Regions from separate parts of the Macaca mulatta genome. Here region 1 is linked to region 2. Evidence: chromatin contacts called from public Hi-C data. All regions are on one chromosome and are shown on one strand. The core of a region is the stretch at or near the end of the contact, and the rest is flanking DNA. Distances in the headings are between cores, read along the strand shown. Region 1 holds the start of SRPRB (SRP receptor subunit beta). Region 2 holds the start of NPHP3 (nephrocystin 3).

The links. A called contact is a pair of places that touch in the nucleus more often than the background predicts.
Region 1: a contact with region 2 is called in a Hi-C map of fetal cortex germinal zone, with 6 times the contacts expected there. The contact joins the promoter of SRPRB here to the promoter of NPHP3 in region 2. A contact is called at or near these places in 2 of 14 Hi-C or Micro-C datasets (fetal cortex germinal zone and fetal cortical plate).

The regions. Positions count from the first base shown.
Region 1 is chr2:36,851,052-36,855,356 of T2T-MMU8v2.0, reverse strand. It overlaps SRPRB (SRP receptor subunit beta), which reads right to left and starts at 2,451. Exons shown (of 7, transcript NM_001190876.1): 1 at 2,298-2,451; 2 at 1,662-1,756; 3 at 525-602. The coding sequence starts at 2,451.
Region 2 is chr2:35,814,946-35,819,289 of T2T-MMU8v2.0, reverse strand. It overlaps NPHP3 (nephrocystin 3), which reads left to right and starts at 1,645. Exons shown (of 28, transcript XM_077991469.1): 1 at 1,645-2,063; 2 at 4,233-4,344. The coding sequence starts at 1,671. LOC106997117 (a long non-coding RNA gene) reads right to left here and starts at 1,084. Exons shown (of 10, transcript XR_003727106.2): 1 at 678-1,084.

The sequences.
Region 1 (4,305 bases), core at 1,202-3,701, 1.0 Mb before region 2:
GAACAGTATTTAAAAAGAAAAAACAATAAAGGATATACAGACATGTTTATATAAGCACAGAACATCTGGAAGGCTACACACAAAAAAAGTAAGTTACTGCTTCTAAGGAGAAGACGGGGTAGTGGGGAACGGAAAGCAAAAATTACTTTTCACCAAATATCCTTTCTAACCTTTTGAATTTTTGTACCACGTGCATGTATTACCTATTCAAAACATAAAAGGTTTAATGCCCACTCTTAAGAACTCACTGTAAAGTTGGAAAGAAGACACAGAAACAAAAAATAAGAATAAAATGTGATATAACATTACTGTACATTAAGGTACAACAATGCAGAGGAGGGCATGATTAAATCTACTGTACAGATTGTCAAGAGCAGAATTTGTCACAAAGAATATGTTTCTCCATAAAAATAAGCTACAAATGGTACTTACATCCTCAGATGAACTCATCCTAAAAATGTCCTTAACTGACACACCACAGTAAAGTAAGACTGTCAGACTCCAAAACTCCACAAACATCTTACCCTGTTATTGTTGACTCTGTATACAGCAGAGCTGTCAGTAATGGAAGTCTGAGTGTCTCTGTAAAGGCCTGTTAACAACTGTAAAAAAAACAAGATGGGAGATATTCAACATTTTAATAGCAAACCAAAATTGAGTTATATTATTCTAAGTCTCCCAGGTGTAAGGTTAAGTAAATGAATGCTGCTTGCAATAGGTGAAAAAGACCATATTAATATTTTTTACCTGTAGAAAAAAAAATCGAATTAATTGCAAATTTTACTCCTTAATGGTATAAAAATAACATTATTCTCAAAAGACAGTTAGTGGCCAAATTTCCCAATCTTCTGTAAAGATTTTTAACCATCAAAAATGATTTGAAGCCTGGGCAATGTGGCGAAATCTCATCTCTACAAAAAATATAAAAAATTAGACGGGCTTAGTGTCGCACGCCTGTAGTCCCAGCTACTCGGAAGCTGAGGTGGGAGAATCATCTGAGTCCCAGAAGTCAAGGCTGCAATGAGCGGAGATCCCGCCACTGTACCCCAGCCTGGGCATTGGAGCGAGACCCTGCCTCAAAAAAAAAAAAAAAAAAAAAAAGATTTGAGCTATTTCTTGAATGGAAGGGAAATAATTTATACTCTCAGAAAGAAAAGTTAAAAAGCAGAAAACCTCTCCTATTCACCATGTTAAAACACACTATTAAAAATACTAAATGTATTAAAAATAAATATTAGTAAAAAGAAGCTAACTAGCCCACTATGTCAAAGAAGGATCATCCTGTGAAAAAGTGTCTTTGATAAACTCTCATAAGAATTTGTTAACCAAGGAATGATAAACTGTAGACCACTGGCTTCTGTGCTTCTGCTATTCTGGAATGAAACTAATTAAATAAAACCCTTAAATGTGATAAAGACTAAATATCAGCATCTGGCAAGGGCAAAAAAAAAAAAAGAAAAAAGAGGAAAAATGATCAACATTTCTCAATTATGGGTTTCTAAGAGTCTTTCTGTTCTCCCAAGTAAGTCAAGTAAATTTGGTAACTCTCAAATTTACCAGCATCAGCTTCTTTTAGAAAATAAACCATGAGATGACAGGAATACTGGGATGCTATACAATTTTCTATTAAGCTTAACAGGGGTGTAAATGAAATCATTTACCCTGACAAAGAGCAACGTTTTCCCGGAGTCACAAAGGCCAACAAAAAGAACAGCTCTCTGACTGCTCCTTCTGCTCCGGATTAACTTCCAGAAGACTGTGGAATAGAAAGAAAAACAACAGAAATTACGCCTTGGCAATCAGTATATGTGCATGGCTGGGGTGGGGAAATTCACAGAAGTCTGTGATGAAACACCTCATTCACCTGGAACTGACTTTTATCATAATGGTTACTATTGCTGTTGTTAGGGGCCCACTGAGCCGGGCGTGTCAACTGTCAACTTTTCTTTGCACTCCTTACTCTGACTGGGGACTCAAGTGCGATCTCACTACCTTGGTATAGGCTGAAAGTTGCTGTCAAGACCCTGAATCCTTGCACTGAGAACAGCGGAAGGTGGGGAATAGCGCACTCAAGCATGACAGGGAAGATGACGAAGAGCAATCCGCGCCCCAAAGACCAGGATGTAACTCCGGGGGTCGCCCGGGATCTCCCTTAACGCCCCGCTGCTGCCGCTGCTTCAGGCGAGAGGGTGGGGTGTAGACTGGGTGGGTCTCACCCTCCTGATGCCCTCAAGGCGCTCTCTCAGCCCGGACCTCTGCCCGCCCCGCACCCGCCATAACCACCGGCCGCCTTTTACCTAGCGTCAGCAGCACCGCAAGAACCGCCACCACTACTGACAATAGCGTTGGGTCCGTTTGCTGCAGCTCCTGCCGCAAGGAGTCTAGGTAGGGCTGGAAGGTGCCCCCAGCACCGCCGCCATCTGCCACCCGGCGCAAGTCCGCGGAAGCCATGGATGAAACGCGTGGTCTCGGGTACCGCAAAAGCGACGTGGCCCTGCACTCTGCGCAGGCGCAGGGAGCAGAGCCTCACGCGAATGGTGGTTCCTAAGCCTTAGTCTCTCCCTCAGCCGCGGTGATCCCCAAGTGCCTGATGGGAGTTGTAGTTCTCTGGTACTCGGTCCTCCTGCAGAACGACAGGGGAGGGACACACACATCTTTGAAGATACGAGTCAGTCGTCGTCACGTACGTTATGGCTGTTGAAAGAATGATGAAATCAATAAAATGAATGACTCCCGAAACTACCACTGAGGATTTCCTGACCGTCGCTAAGTGACGTGAGACTTGTGAAGAACTCAAGCATCCTACAAACATTTAATCTGAATTTAATGTGGCAAGGGATGTGCTAGATGGATGCGCGGAGCGATGCGGGAATACATAATGGGACGCAGAGTCCATCATGAGTTCAGAGAAAAGCTTCTGGAAATTCGAACTGAGTCCTGAAGAACGAGTTAGCATGTGCGAGTGGTTAAAGGAAAAAGAGGTGCTGTGCAGAAAAAAATGAGTATAAGAAATGATGTGCGTGGGAAAGCTAACTAATTCAGTGCCCCTACACTGTCAATCTAGGGCTGCAAACTCAAACGTCTGCATTAAAGGAAGCAACTAGGAAAGTCAACGCCCAGGAGAGCTGGGGCTGTTGAAAACTGCAGAGGTTATTTCTGCTGAAAGTGGGGCCGACCTTATTCAGCCAGGTAGGTGTTGTGGGACCTAGGTGGCCAGTTCTTCCAGTTTTCAAGAGAAGCAATAAAGGCAGGTTTTTATGGGAAGTTTTCCACTTTTGAAATTTTGGTAGGTAATTGAAAGCATTCAAAAACTTGTGGCCCAAATAAAACACCAAAAGTGGCCAACCTCGAGGGTCCCAGTTCACAGTCTCTGTCATTAAACAGGTTGTCATTGTTTTAAAATGTACACATGATTTAATTTAATTGTATGACTGAGTAGAGACATGAAGATGTCAGTGTCACTGAAAGATTGAAAAAAGTTACTACAGTTCCACATTGCCATTGAAAAAGTTGTCAGAATCAAAATGGAGTCACTTTATTTATTTATTTATTTATTTAAATCAGAAAAATGGAGCTGGTGAAAGGCCGTGGAGGGAGGGTTCTCATGCACTAATGCCTGATGACAAAAACTGTCACAGAAGACTGCAAAAACCACAACCGTGCACAAAGGGCATCGCAACCTTACACACAAAAAATATGTCTGTGAGGACAGCTACCCAGCAACTGCCTGTCCAGCCTATTACTGATGCTATCCTTGCTGTTTGATCCTTGTAGCCGAGGATAATTATCTCAAAACAGTTATGGAATCTGACTCATTTTTTCTTTTTTTCTTTTTTTTTTTTTTTGAGACGGAGTCTCATGCTGTTGCCCAGGCTGGAGTGCAGTGGCGCGATCTCGGCTCACTGCAAGCTCCGCCTCCCAGGTTCCCGCCATTCTCCTGCCTCAGCCTCCTGAGTAGCTGGGACTACAGGCGCCCGCCACCGCGCCCGGCTAATTTTTTGTATTTTTAGTAGAGACGGGGTTTCACTGTGGTCTCGATCTCCTGACCTTGTGATCCGCCCGCCTCAGCCTCCCAAAGTGCTGGGATTACAGGCTTGAGCCACCGCGCCCGGCCGACTCATTTTTTCTTTAAAAATCTTTGTCTTCCTTTACACCTCCCTGAATGTGCACATAGTTGAAATGGCATACATATTCCCACTGCAATGCCTACTCATGAATAAATGTTATTTTCTTTTAGAGCCTCCCTCTCTGCTTGTCATTTAGCTTGATAACACTCAGGGCCACACAAAACCTCAACGTGCACAG
Region 2 (4,344 bases), core at 396-2,895:
GTCATTTTTTGAGGAATAAGAAATTTGGTCACTTTGGCATTGACCAATAGTAATCCAAGATCAGTACGCAAGTAGGGTGGAGAAATGTGGATTAGAGGCATGTCAGTGGACAGAAATGACGTGGGGGAAAGGAGAGATGCATTGTTTCAGAGCACTCAGTTCCAGACTAGAATCTGAATGTACTCTCCAAGCTGTAGGAAGTTCGCATAGTGAGTTTGGTTATTTGTTGGAGAGAATGGGTGATAGCTGGCTGTTTTATCTTATTACTCAAGCATAGTTATAGAAGTGTTCAGCCGAGGCCCATTCCAAAGGAGGTACTAAGATGCAAAAATGTTCAAAGTGTTTAGTCAGAAACCTAGTGGATGATCCTTAAACCCCTGATCCACAAGGAGAATTCAAAAATTAGGAGTTAGAGATCATAACGGATGTGAAAAGGTGGAAAGTTCTTAAGGTACTGTGATGGTGGAAATGTTTCCCTTTATCTCAGGAGACCACCTGAAGAAATTAGTATGTATACTCTGGATTTTGAAGAATGCAAAGGTCTGGCGTATGACTTCTTCCTGAAGAAAATCTAAAGGGTAAGAGAAAAGATGACTAGCCACTTTGATGGAGGGAATGAAGAAGAGATTGGTGGGCGGTCTCCAATGTCTCATGTTGCAATGAGTTAAAAAACTTACCTTGTCTAAGGATTGTCCCTGGTGGTTTCAGACCGTAAAATCTAAAAGCTCTTTCTTGGCTGGCATTATTCCTTGCTGGTCATTCTATCTACATGCAAACTAAGAGAGAGACATCGCGGGAAGCACATAGCAGGCACTCCATAAATTTTTCAGATTTCCCAACTGCTTCCAGAAAGGAGTTTCCGGTAAGGCACGGCGGCAGCGAAAGAAATAGCTGCAGCATTGGTGGAGCAGCTGGGACCCAGGCCTGTGCTCCCTGTAAGGCACGCCCGCCAGGGAGCCTCGAGCGGGGCGGAGACAACGGAGAGAAGCCCCGCGTCGGAGCACCACTCCAACAACATCCAGTCCGATGCTGGTCCTGCACAGTCGCCACTCGCCCCGTCCTTCCTGCGAGCCCCGCCCTTCTTGCTAGCCCGCCTCGCCCTTTTTGCTTTCTTGACCCACCCCGTTTGCCCTGCCCCGCCCATATACCCCGCCCCACTTGCCCGGCCCCTCTTGTTGTCCCGCCCCGTCCTGCCGCCCCGCCCCGTCCTGCCGCCCCGCCCCGTCCTGCCGCCCCGCCCCGTCCCGCCGCCCCGCCCCGTCCCGCCGCCCCGCCCCGTCCCGCTGCCCCGCCCCGTCCCGCTGCCCCGCCCCTCCGGTTGCCCCGCCCCATCCAGCACTCCCACACCGCCCCGTTCCTCTGCCCCGCCCCGTCCTGCTCCCCCGCCCCGTCCCGTTCTGCTGCCCCGCCGCGTCCTGCTGCCCCGCCCCTCTAGTTGCCCCGCCCCATCCTGTTCTCCCGCCTAGCCCCGTTCCGCTGCCTCGCCCAGTCCTGCTCTCGGGCCCCGCCCCGTTCCGCTGCCCAGCCCCGTCCTGCTTTCCAGCCCGGTCCCGCTCTTCAGCCCGGTCCTGCTCTCCAGCCTCGCTCCATCCCGCCGCCCCGCCCCGTCCCGCTCCGTTCAGCTGCTCAGCCCCGCCGGTACCCACTAGCTAGTGGCCGCCGCGGACACCATGGGGACCGCCTCGTCGCTCGTGAGCCCCGCGGGCGGGGAGGTGATCGAGGACACGTACGGGGCGGGCGGCGGCGAGGCTTGCGAGATCCCGGTGGAGGTGAAGCCCAAGGCCCGCCTGCTACGCAACTCGTTCCGCCGAGGCGCGGGGGCGGCGGCGGGGTCCGGGCCGGGGTCGCTTCCCCGCGGGGCAGGTGCGGGCGGGCTGCTGGGGGCCAGCTTCAAGTCCACCGGCTCGTCGGTGCCCGAGCTGGAGTACGCGGCGGCCGAGTACGAGCGGCTCAAGAAGGAGTACGAGATCTTCCGCGTCAGCAAGAACCAGGAGTTGTTGTCCATGGGCCGCCGCGAGGCCAAGCTGGACACAGAGAACAAGCGGCTGCGGGCCGAACTGCAGGTAACGCCGGGCCGGGCCGCGCCGCGCCGCGCCGCGACGCCGGGAGACCCCTGGGAAGCACGACCGTCCTCCTTCTCCAAACCAAGCGGCTTTGAAAGTTCGGCGGAAACTGCGTATTTTAATTTGAGAGGCCATATTCTCTTCGAGTCTGAAATGATTCCTTAATTCCCTCCCCTTTATCTGTCTCTTTTTTTGGAGACAGGGTCTCGCTGCGGTGGCACGATCGCGGCTCACTGCAGCCTGGAACTCCTGGCTCAACGATCCTCACGCCTTGGCCTCCTAAAGTTCTGGGATCACAGGAGTGAGCCACCGCGCCTGGCCCCCGCTTTTCTATTTCTGGTTTATTTATTCAGACACCTAGAAGAAATTAGCCATAAAGTGTCCTGAGGAGGCAAATGCCAATCTCCAGCTCCACTCCGGCCCCCGCGCCCACCCCCTCAGAAGGCTGGTGACATCTGTTGAAGCAACTCAACAAACTCTTCCTAGGAGTTTTATCCTCCCCCTCCCTATAAAAATTTTGCCTGGGGCTCCAAAGTGGGGCTCATGTGTCGGTTTCTTTGTGAAGTTTCATGGCTCTTGCATTGTAATGGTCTTGACATGAAATTTTCTGGAAGCCTCCTGATTCTCACCATCTTAACTGCTATGATTGAAAACCTTTTCTAGATGTAGTCAAATTTCCTTAGTCCATTTGATTAATTTACTCTAAAATTAATTATTGCATGCCCTCCATGTAGCAGGTCCATTATAATTCACTAAAATAGTATATAAAGCAGCCGGGCGTGGTGGCTCACACCTGTAATCCCAACAGTTTGCGAGGCCTAGGCGGGCGGATGACCTGAGGTCAGGAGTTCGAGATCAGCCTGGCCAACATGATGAAACTCCGTCTCTACTAAAAATACAAAAATTAGCTGCGCATGGTGGCAGGCGCCTGTAATCCCAGCTACTCGGGAGGCTGAGGCAGGAGAATGGCGTGAACTCAGGAGGCGGAGGTTGCAGTGAGCTGAGATTGCACCGAGCCGAGATTGCACCATTGCATTCCAACCTGGGCAACAGAGCGAGACTCCGTCTCCAAAAAAAAAAAAAAAAAAAAAAAAAAAAGCATATAAAGCAAGAGGTTGCTTTTCTGTGAGCAAATCTCTAAGACTTTTTGCCATCAGTTTGGGGCCCCTCTGATCGTTGTTGTGTCGTTTGTTTATTCTTCACTGTGGGAGAGACTTCTAGGCAGCCTAAGAGTTCCTGGAGTCGTTACAGTAGGGGTGAAATAAATACCTCAGACTGATTTTTCTAAAAGAGAAAAAGCCTCCTGTCTTCAAGACTAGACGTTCTTCTAGTCAGGTTTCGTTGTTGTTGTTTTTATTTTTAAACTCCCTCATTAGCGGTTGTGTAATTAATGTGGTTGTCTGGGAAGAAGTCCGTATAGCAGTTTATCTGTTGTCTTATCAGTTTTCCTACTGGGCAGCCTTAATGCACTTGCATGTATAAAATGGACTCGCGCATTTCAAGTATCTGATTTAATGTGTCCAAGCCACTGCCCAACAGACATTGTACGTTGGAAACAACTGCACGGTGGGGGTAGAAAAGGCCAGACCAAACAGGGCGGGGTGCAATAAGGGTTGGCAAGTGTCACAGTCACTCCTGTCACAAGTCCTGATTTCCTGTGAAACATACTGGTTCCTTTCTCACATATCGAGGCATGAAAAAACTCTTCTATATTTCATTCATTGAGTCAGACATTTACTGGAGACCTGCAGCGTACCAGGCACTGTGAAGTGCCCAAGGGATGGTGAGATGAATAAGACATAGTGCCAAGGGGCACACAGTCTCCTAGAACTAAGTATCCTTCAAGTTAAGCCTTATAAAATGTAATGTTTACTATCACAAAGATGGAAAAGGCATAAAGAAGTTTAAGAACTGATGCAGTGTTTCAAAAAAAGTTAATGTCCATTGAAAGCTTAATGTTGAAGTCTTTATTTGTTGTAGTTCCAGCATGCTTGCGGTTTTTTTCCATTATGTTTTGAATAAAATGGCAACATGAAGTTCCTGATAATTGGTAAAATAATAAGTAGACTTAAAATTCTAAGATACGTAACATATATATATATATATAAGAATGTAAAATTGGGGAGCAAGACTATTTTTGTTAGGAAATAACGAGGTAAATTATTGTAGGCACTTCAAAAAACATACCAGAAGATACTTCGAGAAAAAGAAAGTGCTTTAGAAGCAAAATACCAAGCAATGGAGAGAGCAGCAACATTTGAACATGACAGAGATAAAGTTA